Regions from separate parts of the Zea mays genome. Here region 2 is linked to region 1. Evidence: chromatin contacts called from public Hi-C data. All regions are on one chromosome and are shown on one strand. The core of a region is the stretch at or near the end of the contact, and the rest is flanking DNA. Distances in the headings are between cores, read along the strand shown.

Region 1 (4,694 bases), core at 1,684-4,183:
CCAAAGTTATCATTTAAACCTATCTCAAATTCATAGGGTGAGAGCTGGAAATTGATTTTATAGATTTACATGCTATTTTTTCGATGTACATTTATAGCGCACTCTTCTACTTGCTTCGCTATAACATAAATGTAGTATATAACTATCTCTCTCATATGATTTAGGATAATATACAAATATATTACATATATAAATATATGAACTTAATTAGTTTTGTCTAAATTATAATTATTAAAATGGAATTCAATTCTAACGAAACAAACGGGACCTAAGAGAAAATAAGAATACCAAAGTACAAACGTGCTTAGAATAGCCTTCTTAACTATTGCAATATAGCTTGTCTCATATCATCATTTATCACGCAGGCGCACAAATACACTAACTATAAGAAATTCAGATTTGGAACCAGAGATGTAAAATCATGGCACCATAAAGAACATACTGTCAGTGAACAGTATGTATGCAGGTACGGAATTCTACTTTTAGTCCAGTTTAAATGAGAAGGATCATACTCATCAGATATATTGTTACTTGGCAGTAACATTTACAGACAGTAGTTTGACTGCCAATATAATGCATCCTGTTAGAAGATCATGTTTAGCGTCATCTGGATATTGACAGTTAGGAGTTTAAAACATTCTTCAACCACCTAATAACTTCTTCATTATCTCCTTAATTTTTATTTCTCATCTGATCTGAACCATGAGAAGGACAGGCCTAGCGCAGTGGTGAAAAGTCTTTCCACTAAGCCAAAAATCCTGGGTTCGACGCAACCTCTCTGCAAAAATGCAGGGAGAAGGTTTGCCTTGGTTATTCCTTACCCAAACCCCACTCATATGGGAGCCACCGGCACTAGGTCTATCCATCTGATCGATATGAATCATCATGAATAGAAACAAGGTACAGCCAAATATTTACAAGAATATTTCAGGGAAGGGGCAGGGGACAACAAACCGGAGTATGTGACTTTATCCACACAGGAAAGGGCTTCTCAACATTCTCAGGTGCATAAGGATCCCCATGAAACAAATCTGGTACCACAACAAAGTACCCTGACGAAGCAACCTTGTCGGCTATCTTCCTTCATGAGATAAGACAAGAAAATACAATCAAAATACGTTTCCAGGAGACACTAGTGATTATGATAAAATTTGGTAGCGTTTAAAGAGAACACGACCAGAGATCATCATTAAACTTCAGTATTGGATCTTGGGAACCATTCTAAAAATACAACACAGTAAGAGCAGACGTCGTCCAGTTCCAAAGTTTTTGAATAATAACTCAATGTTCCATTTGCAAAAACACACAGGAAGAATGCACATGTAATATATGAAGTAATATTTAGCTTATATAGGTAGGCTATTTACTACTCCACTCCAAATTGTAGGTCATTCTGCCTTTTCTAGGTACACGGCTATTGATATACTATGTATCTAGAAATACTGAAACAACTTACTCTTACAATTTGGAACTTAGGAGTAGTAGTGAACCGTGAATAGTTGTTGTACTGTGATCTGATTCACAAAACTTTCCATCTTGTCGCAACAAACTTCCAGAACTAGCAGGAGGTGGTGTTTAAGGCTGGTTCGTCCGGGCAGTACTCACTATTTCACCCCCAGGAAGAATGTTCCCAAGATCCAATACATGGGTTTCGGGGGGCAGGGCTGCTCTCCCATTGCCCGGTGATAGGGGGCGATATCACCCCCACATCAGCACCACGTGTATTAGCAGTTTAGAACTAGCCATTTTTTACTGTTTTAACTTCAAAAGGTTCAATAAAAATCTTAAAAAATATCCCTAATTCATCTATAAATAGAGAAGGCTGATTGAAGCTCATTTCTCGCCCTTTGTGCTCATTCAAAATAGAGTCATTCAAAATAGAGAGTATGAGACTATCTCCAGCAGACTCACTATTTCACCCCTATTTTAAACTTAACTATGCAGAAAGTGCAATTTACAGTGCAAAACAGTACTTTACACGACCTTTTACACGGTCTCCTGGAGATGGCCTAACACCCATTGGCATAGACCCTGAATTGGATAAAGCAACTGATCAAAAAAAATTACAAGTTTCACCACTATTCAGTGTTTAACTAGGAAGTCGAGCAAAATAATACAGTTTTTCCTAGCAATCTAGACTAGCAGCACATAATCACCTGTCATTGATATCAGATATCCCCTAAAAATCCACCACGATTCATCTCAATCAATCCTAGTGATTCTACAGATCTATCGATGCAAGGGCGTTTGTGAAAAAAAATGATGATGGTGATAAAGAACATAAGGGGTCAGGGGGGAGTCCGTCACACGGAGTGATAGTGTGATACCTCATAATCGGCGCTTCGAATCCTGCAAGAGGAGAAAGGCTTTTACTTGTAAGACGCGTCATACATACCCCAAGCGAAAGATCTCGAGGGGAAGCAGATTCGAAGGAAAACGAAGCACATACCGAAGACGTCGGCGACGAGGACGACGGCGGCCTTGGAGTCCTCGGGGCCGGCGACGTAGGCCTTGAGCCCGCCGAAGCTGTCGACGACCTTGCCCTCCCCGCAGGCCGGGTTCAGGGCCGGCGGGTTATCGCAGCACTGAGAGCTCGCCATTCGTCCCTCTTTCTGTCGGTTGGTTCGTGGTGGTGAGCTGAGGCCTGAGGGGCTTGAGGCCAGATGCGAGCAAAGAGACGAAACGGATGCGACGGAAAAAGGACAATAGAAATGCGGAATTGCGGACTGATGACAGCGGGAGACCAAGAGGACGTCGTGGTCGTTTGGAACTTTCTACCGAGGTCGAGGGATAGCGAGCGGCGATCCGTTATTCCCAAGCTGCGTGGAGCGGGGCGGATGGACGGCACGGCGGACGGCGAACAGAGAGCGACGGCGGACCAGCACAGGAAGCGGACTTGAGACTATCTGCAGCGCTCCCCCCTTCGCACCCCCTCCCCTATCACTGTGCACGCTATAGGGGGTACTGTTCACCCCTTACCGCCGCAGCGGTCACCGCTATCCGCCTCCCCTCGCCGCCGCCCTCTTCTCTCTCACGCCAGATGCAGGGCGTCACTGTGCACTCCCCCTCCACTTCTTCGCGCGGAAGAATCCGCCCGCGGCACGGACCGGAAGCTTCGCGGTCGTCTTCTCTCCTGTTCGAGGCGACTGCGTTTCGGCGATTCGCGACGAGGCGACGGCGATTCGGGCGCGCTAGGGAGCCGGTCCGCGTCGGAGCTGTGGACGACGAAGCCGAGGTGGTCAGCAAGGTGCTCCGTTCAAGACCGAAGACGAAGAGGGCGCAAATCCGGCTCCCTCCAGGTTCGTCGCCACTACTTGGTTGCTTTCACCGTCCGACCATCGACTCCAGCATCGGATCCCCAATCCAGCAGTTCGAATCGTCTTATTACCGCCCAAATCTTCGGATCTTGAGGTACGCCCTTGGACCCGTAATGATTATGTTACTCTTCCGCACATCTTTCAACATCTTTTTAATACGGCAATCCAGTTATCCTTTGAACCGTAAGATATTTCATCCGCAAACAACCGATGAATCCCCAGTTCACTCATTTCCGCGGATCTGCTCTGCCTATTAGGGTTTCACACTTCTAAGGTACTGACCCGGTTAATGTATTTCAAACTTGGTCCAACTAATTTTGGTTGTGCTTACAATTCGGGCGTCAGGTTTTTCACCTGCCATAAATTTGTAATCCCTAAACTACGAAGTTGCTTGCATACTGGCTTCAACTCTAGTCGTCTCCAATTAATTTAGGATGACCACTGTCCACAACAACAGGTCATTTTTATAAAATGTAGTAGAGTGATAATAGTTGGGTGCCCAACAATGTGTTAATTCAACCAACTCAGTGTAATGTTCATTGTTTATTATGCGTTCTAAAACTCTCATTGACATAATCAGAGGGGGCATTACTTCTGAACTTAGTATGCCTCAAGTTCATTCATAGTGTGAGGTCTATGGGAACCCTCATTGTGTTGCTGTACTACCCCCCAATTTGTTTGTCACCCTTGTATACGAGTGGACGAAACTAAACAATTGTCCACCTTCATATAGTAGGTTTCTATATTCATACAACAACTTCTTTATTTCTGTTGTAGTATTGTGTATAACCCTAAATTAATTGTGTTGTAGTATTGTGCATATCTTCCCATTAACATTAAGTTTTCTTTTGCAAGATATGGTTTGAGCAGACAGTTATTTATTATGTTCATTATGTTTGTGCTTGCATGGAGTACATACCTTGTTTTTTGTATCCTACAATGTTTTGTTCAACCCTCGCATTAAAGCATTGTTTGTTTCTTACATGGAGTGCATTGTTTGTTATTTATTTCCTTAACTGTTATATACAAGACTGACATCAAACATCTGTTAGTGCTGGACAATGAGTGCATTGCTTCTATTTCTAGTCCATGAGCACATGATACAACAATATATCGAACTTGTCAGATTTATGGTATTCCTAATTCCCATAAGTTGGCCTTACCTGTCATAACAATTCCAGTCTTATACTAATATAATTATGTTATGTTCCATGGTTGAATATGACTAGTACAATTGAAATCTTTACTTGTTGCATGCAACATCATTGATAAATATGTAGGCCTGTTCTGAATTCGTTCCGCCTGTTTGGTTCATAAGGAAATCGTAGTGTTTGTTCATTTATTATTCTTTGCAGCACAGTTACGAATGACATCCTC
Region 2 (4,410 bases), core at 969-3,468, 190 kb before region 1:
AAGAAGAAAAAAACACAGTAAAAAAACTGGAAAGCGCTTCTGAGAAAATATTGTAAGGATTTGAGCGTGAATGGTAGCCAGGCTTAGTGATGGCAACAGGTACAAACTCGCTGGATTTACCATCCCAAATCCGTACCCGTGAAAAATATTTATACTCATTAAAAAATTGTACTCATACCGTGTTTGAATTTTTTGGCCCAAACCCATACCCATCGGGTTAGCCGCGGGTTTCATCTCCAATATGATTGTTCTTCTCATAATCAATAAATACCGTAATGATTAATGAGATCGTGGTCCAAAATTTATGTGATGAACAACGAGTTCATGATTTGGTATAAAAATCATTAGTGGAGAGAATGAAATACAAATAATAAGTTGTATAATTAAGTGACATTGCACTAAATTATCCATCCACCACATATATAATGCTAGTATAAACTATAATAGCAAGCAATCAACACTCTCACCAACTACCTATACATTCTCATTTGATAAAAATTAGGAAGTAAATAGGGAGATAACAAGTTTGTTGTTCGTTTATAAAATAAAATGACAATATGCACTAGGTTCGGTCGAGTTTAAAAAACCCACGGGTTCGCGAGTTTGAGTACTATAGGAACAAACACATACACATGAACCCGTCGGGTATAGATTTATGCCCATTAAGAAACTCATGGGTACGAAGATTGACCCAAAACCATACCCTAATAGGTTAAAAACCCATCGAGTGTCGGATTTCGGGGGTACTCATTGCCATCTATAGCTGGGCTCAACAGTGCTGGGCTCGCGGCGGTCTAGACGGGTAGGGAACCTCCCTCCCCATATCTGCACGCGTGCACGCAGAGGCCAAAAAATGTCGGGGTTGCATCCGCCCGTGCGGGCTAACCTTGGCGCGTGCAACCCACCAATCACCGGTGAAGCACAGTCAATAGGACGCGGAGGGCTTGGACACGCGCGACTAGGCATCCAATCACACCCTTTAGGTTCTCGTTTTAATCTAGGTTGTAATGATTATATACTGAGAATTTAGAATGTTTCTCAATGTCACACACCCTGCAAATGCTGAAAAACACACTAAAAAAACTTTTCTAGATTTGGTGTAACCTAGAAGCTAAAATTTTATTGAAAAACTCAATAGCTGAATCAAACACCTAGAAGCCAAATAAAAAATATATCGGTTAAAGCCATTAGCAAAAAAAAGTCAGAAACCTAGCCTTTTTTTAAGACAAAAGTCCTAAAACTGCAGCTGAAACAATAAGGCGTAAAGTAGTTATAACTATGCTACACAGTTTTACAATTTGTATTCTTATTATCAATCCAAGAGGTTGGTCATACGCTTCCACCGTCTGACCACGCTCTGAGGAACCGCACCTACAAGATCATCTATCTAATCAGTCGTGGCTCCAACTCCAATTGCTTTTCTCTGGTCCGTTCAACAACGTCCCAAGGATTGATTTGTCTCTACGCGCGTTACAGCATCCCGTGTCATCTTCACTTCCTCAACGCCCTCCACGTCAGGGCTTGTTCGGTTAGCTCTCAATCCATGTGGATTGAGTGGGATTGGATGAGTTTGAATCCCAAACAAGTCAAACTTCTTCTTCATTTTTTCCAATTCCATCCAATCCATGTGTATTGGGAATAACCGAACAAGGCCTCATTTGGAATGTAGCCACACAGTCCACGATACATCGCTAGCATCTATCATTCCGAAAGAAAAAAAAAATCGTAACCGGGCTGTGAAAGGGAGCCGGACATGTCCGTGTGGGGCTCTGGAAGCGGACGGCCAGGATCATTCGTGGTCCAGCAGACTGCGCCCACGAACGCACAGATAAGGCATATATGGCCTAAGCCACCTTGCCGTGGGCCCCACGACTCGGCCGCGCCGCACGGCATGCGCCCCAAGGTCGGGTCCGGGTGTATGGTGACGCGAGTGACGCTGCCACCCTCAGGACTCAGCCACTCAGGAGCTCCGGCGGTCCGGCCGGTGGGTGGCGCGAGCGGTCCGCACGCGACGCGCCCCAGTTGCCCGCCTCCCCCGTCGTAGCCCGTAGGCCGCAGGCATAAAAGCGACCCGGACCTTTTAACTAACCGCAATTCAACCTCTACGCCGGATCCGCGCCCGCTAGGCTCCGGCACGCCGCCACGTCACCCGCCTGGGGCTGGCACCGGGCACCCGCCGAGGTATTTATACGAGCGCCCCGGGCGAGCCAGCGACCCGCATCGTCTTCCTCTGTTTTGCCAGGGCCAACCAAGCCAACGGGTCGAGTTGAACCAACGCCATTACGAGAGAAGAGGGGTTGGGGAGGTAGACGAGTGGCGTAGGGAACTCGGTCGTGGGGCGGTAGAGTGAGCGAGTGAGAGAGAGGCAGGGCTGTCACGAGCGTGGGCAGGCGATCGCGGGAGCGATGACGACGGCGGCCGGCATGCCGGGGTTGCCGGTGGGCTCGGCCGCCGCGGCTGGGGTTCCCGCGGCGCCCGAGGTGGCGGCCAGGGACGCGGTGATCGGCTGGTTCCGCGGCGAGTTCGCGGCCGCGAACGCCATGATTGACGCGCTGTGCGGCCACCTGGCGCAGATCGGCGGCGGCGGGCCCGAGTACGATCCCGTCTTCGCCGCGATCCACCGCCGCCGCGCCAACTGGTTCCCCGTCCTCCACATGCAGAAGTTCTACCCCGTCGCGGACGTCGCCGCCGAGCTGCGCCGAGTTGCGGACGCCCGCGCCGCCGCAGGGTCCTGCTGCTACTCCGAGGAGGCCGCGTCCACGGTGATCCACGAGCCCATGGAAGAGGCTGAGGCTGAGGCTGAGGCTGAGCCCGAACCCGAGCAGGAGCACGAGCAGGATCCGGCACCGGCGGCCGAGCTGGCTGACGGCGCCGTGGAGTACCACGAGCCGGACGTGGAAGTTGATTCATCGGGAGATTCGTCGGAGCGGAAGCCCCCCTCCACCGAAGATGACACCGTCGCAGACGGACGTAAGTACAAACACTCTCGACCGGCAAATTAAATCCTCCCGTGCTCGTGTCAATTAATTACCCTGCCTGCTGCATCCCGTTCCGCATTCGAATTTGCCGAAGACATCGTCGTTTCCTTAGCCAACGCCCGCACCCGTGTAGAGCAGAGTTCCTAAAATTGTCAAAATAAAATTTCGGCCACTTCGTAACTTTTGGATCCGGTAGCCAGGTGTGGCTTCCTCCGCAAGTTTTTTCCCTTAGTAATCTCCTACCTTTTGGGCCTAACTATAACGGGATGAGTAATGTCTTTTTTGGGAATTCTATTTATGTTTTCGATTCAGGAGGTTAACAAGCTTCCAGATTACGCTTAATCATGGCACTATTGCTTAAAGCTGCACAGGAGCATTGGTTCATGTGAAATGGGAATGGAGATGGCGCACGGGTCCATTTCTTCTGGTGGTTAGTGGAAAATTGGAGCGGAGGTCCAATAATTCTTCTTCGTGTCCATGTCCATTGTCCAACGAGTCACCATCCTCTCGGTCAATCCTGGCCGTCGGAGAAGGTAGTACCCGTGAAAAGGGATCACGGGTCGCGGGAGTGGAAAAACCCTAATGCTTTTCCTCCGACGGCGTTTTATTTACCTCCTTTTCCGGCTTGATCCGCCTCCACGCGGCCACCCTTTTGCCCTGCCCTGGTCCCGCGGAAAAGTACCGGTGGCAGTACGGCGGCCTCTTGTAATTACGCGATGCGTTTACTGTAGCTGCATCGCCGATTAATGATGTTGGCGTAGGAGTAGTTTATTTATTAAACGTGCAGTGCAGCTATGGGCGCTCGGGCGCCTCCGCCCGACCCGTCTGGCCGAGGGCGGCCAGCGGCCTCGAATCCATCGTTGCGATTGGGCATTCCGGCATGGTTAGGTCTGGTTCGTGCAAGTGTGCAGCGGTGCTGCGTTTGGCTGTTGCTCTGTCTGCAAATTGGGCGTGGCTTTAGAATATTGCTGCCCATGTGTCGCTCTCAGATCGATCGGCGCAGGACTTGGCACACACACGGTTGGCCTCGACGGAACTTGTGACTCCTCACTTGATGGAGCGAGCGGTCGGTCGGTGAGTGCCACACCCACACCACACGGATGCCAGCCTTGAACTCGAGCTCTGCAGCTGCGTGCCTCTGGAGTAACTCGAGTTAATGGATCCACATGAACCCGCACCACGCCACCACCGGGAGACCGACGACCTGGCCCCATATCGGTTTCCGGGTGCCATAGGAGTCTGTATCTGGTGCCGCGCCGATTGGATCAGCCGAAGCCGCCCCCGGCAGCCCGGGCGCACATGTGGTCGCCCGTGGGCCGTGGGCGACTGTCTCGCGGAACCCCGGCCAATCAGCCGAATGTACTGTGACTCTCTGAGGGGTCCCGTCTGCTGGGTTTCGCGAAAGAACTTCTTGTCTCCGGACGCCATGTTG

The links. A called contact is a pair of places that touch in the nucleus more often than the background predicts.
Region 2: a contact with region 1 is called in a Hi-C map of ear, with 1.5 times the contacts expected there. The contact joins the promoter of LOC100281191 here to the promoter of LOC100272558 in region 1.

The regions. Positions count from the first base shown.
Region 1 is chr6:156,216,650-156,221,343 of Zm-B73-REFERENCE-NAM-5.0, reverse strand. It overlaps LOC100272558 (alpha/beta-Hydrolases superfamily protein), which reads right to left and starts at 2,933. Exons shown (of 7, transcript NM_001147025.1): 1 at 2,450-2,933; 2 at 2,328-2,349; 3 at 955-1,081. The coding sequence starts at 2,600. It overlaps LOC103630335 (protein ALP1-like), which reads right to left. Exons shown (of 2, transcript XM_008651398.3): 2 at 3,630-4,694. LOC103631514 reads left to right here and starts at 3,023. Exons shown (of 2, transcript XM_008652407.3): 1 at 3,023-4,694.
Region 2 is chr6:156,404,968-156,409,377 of Zm-B73-REFERENCE-NAM-5.0, reverse strand. LOC100281191 (oxidoreductase, 2OG-Fe oxygenase family protein) reads left to right here and starts at 2,218. Exons shown (of 7, transcript NM_001361084.1): 1 at 2,218-2,970. The coding sequence starts at 2,406.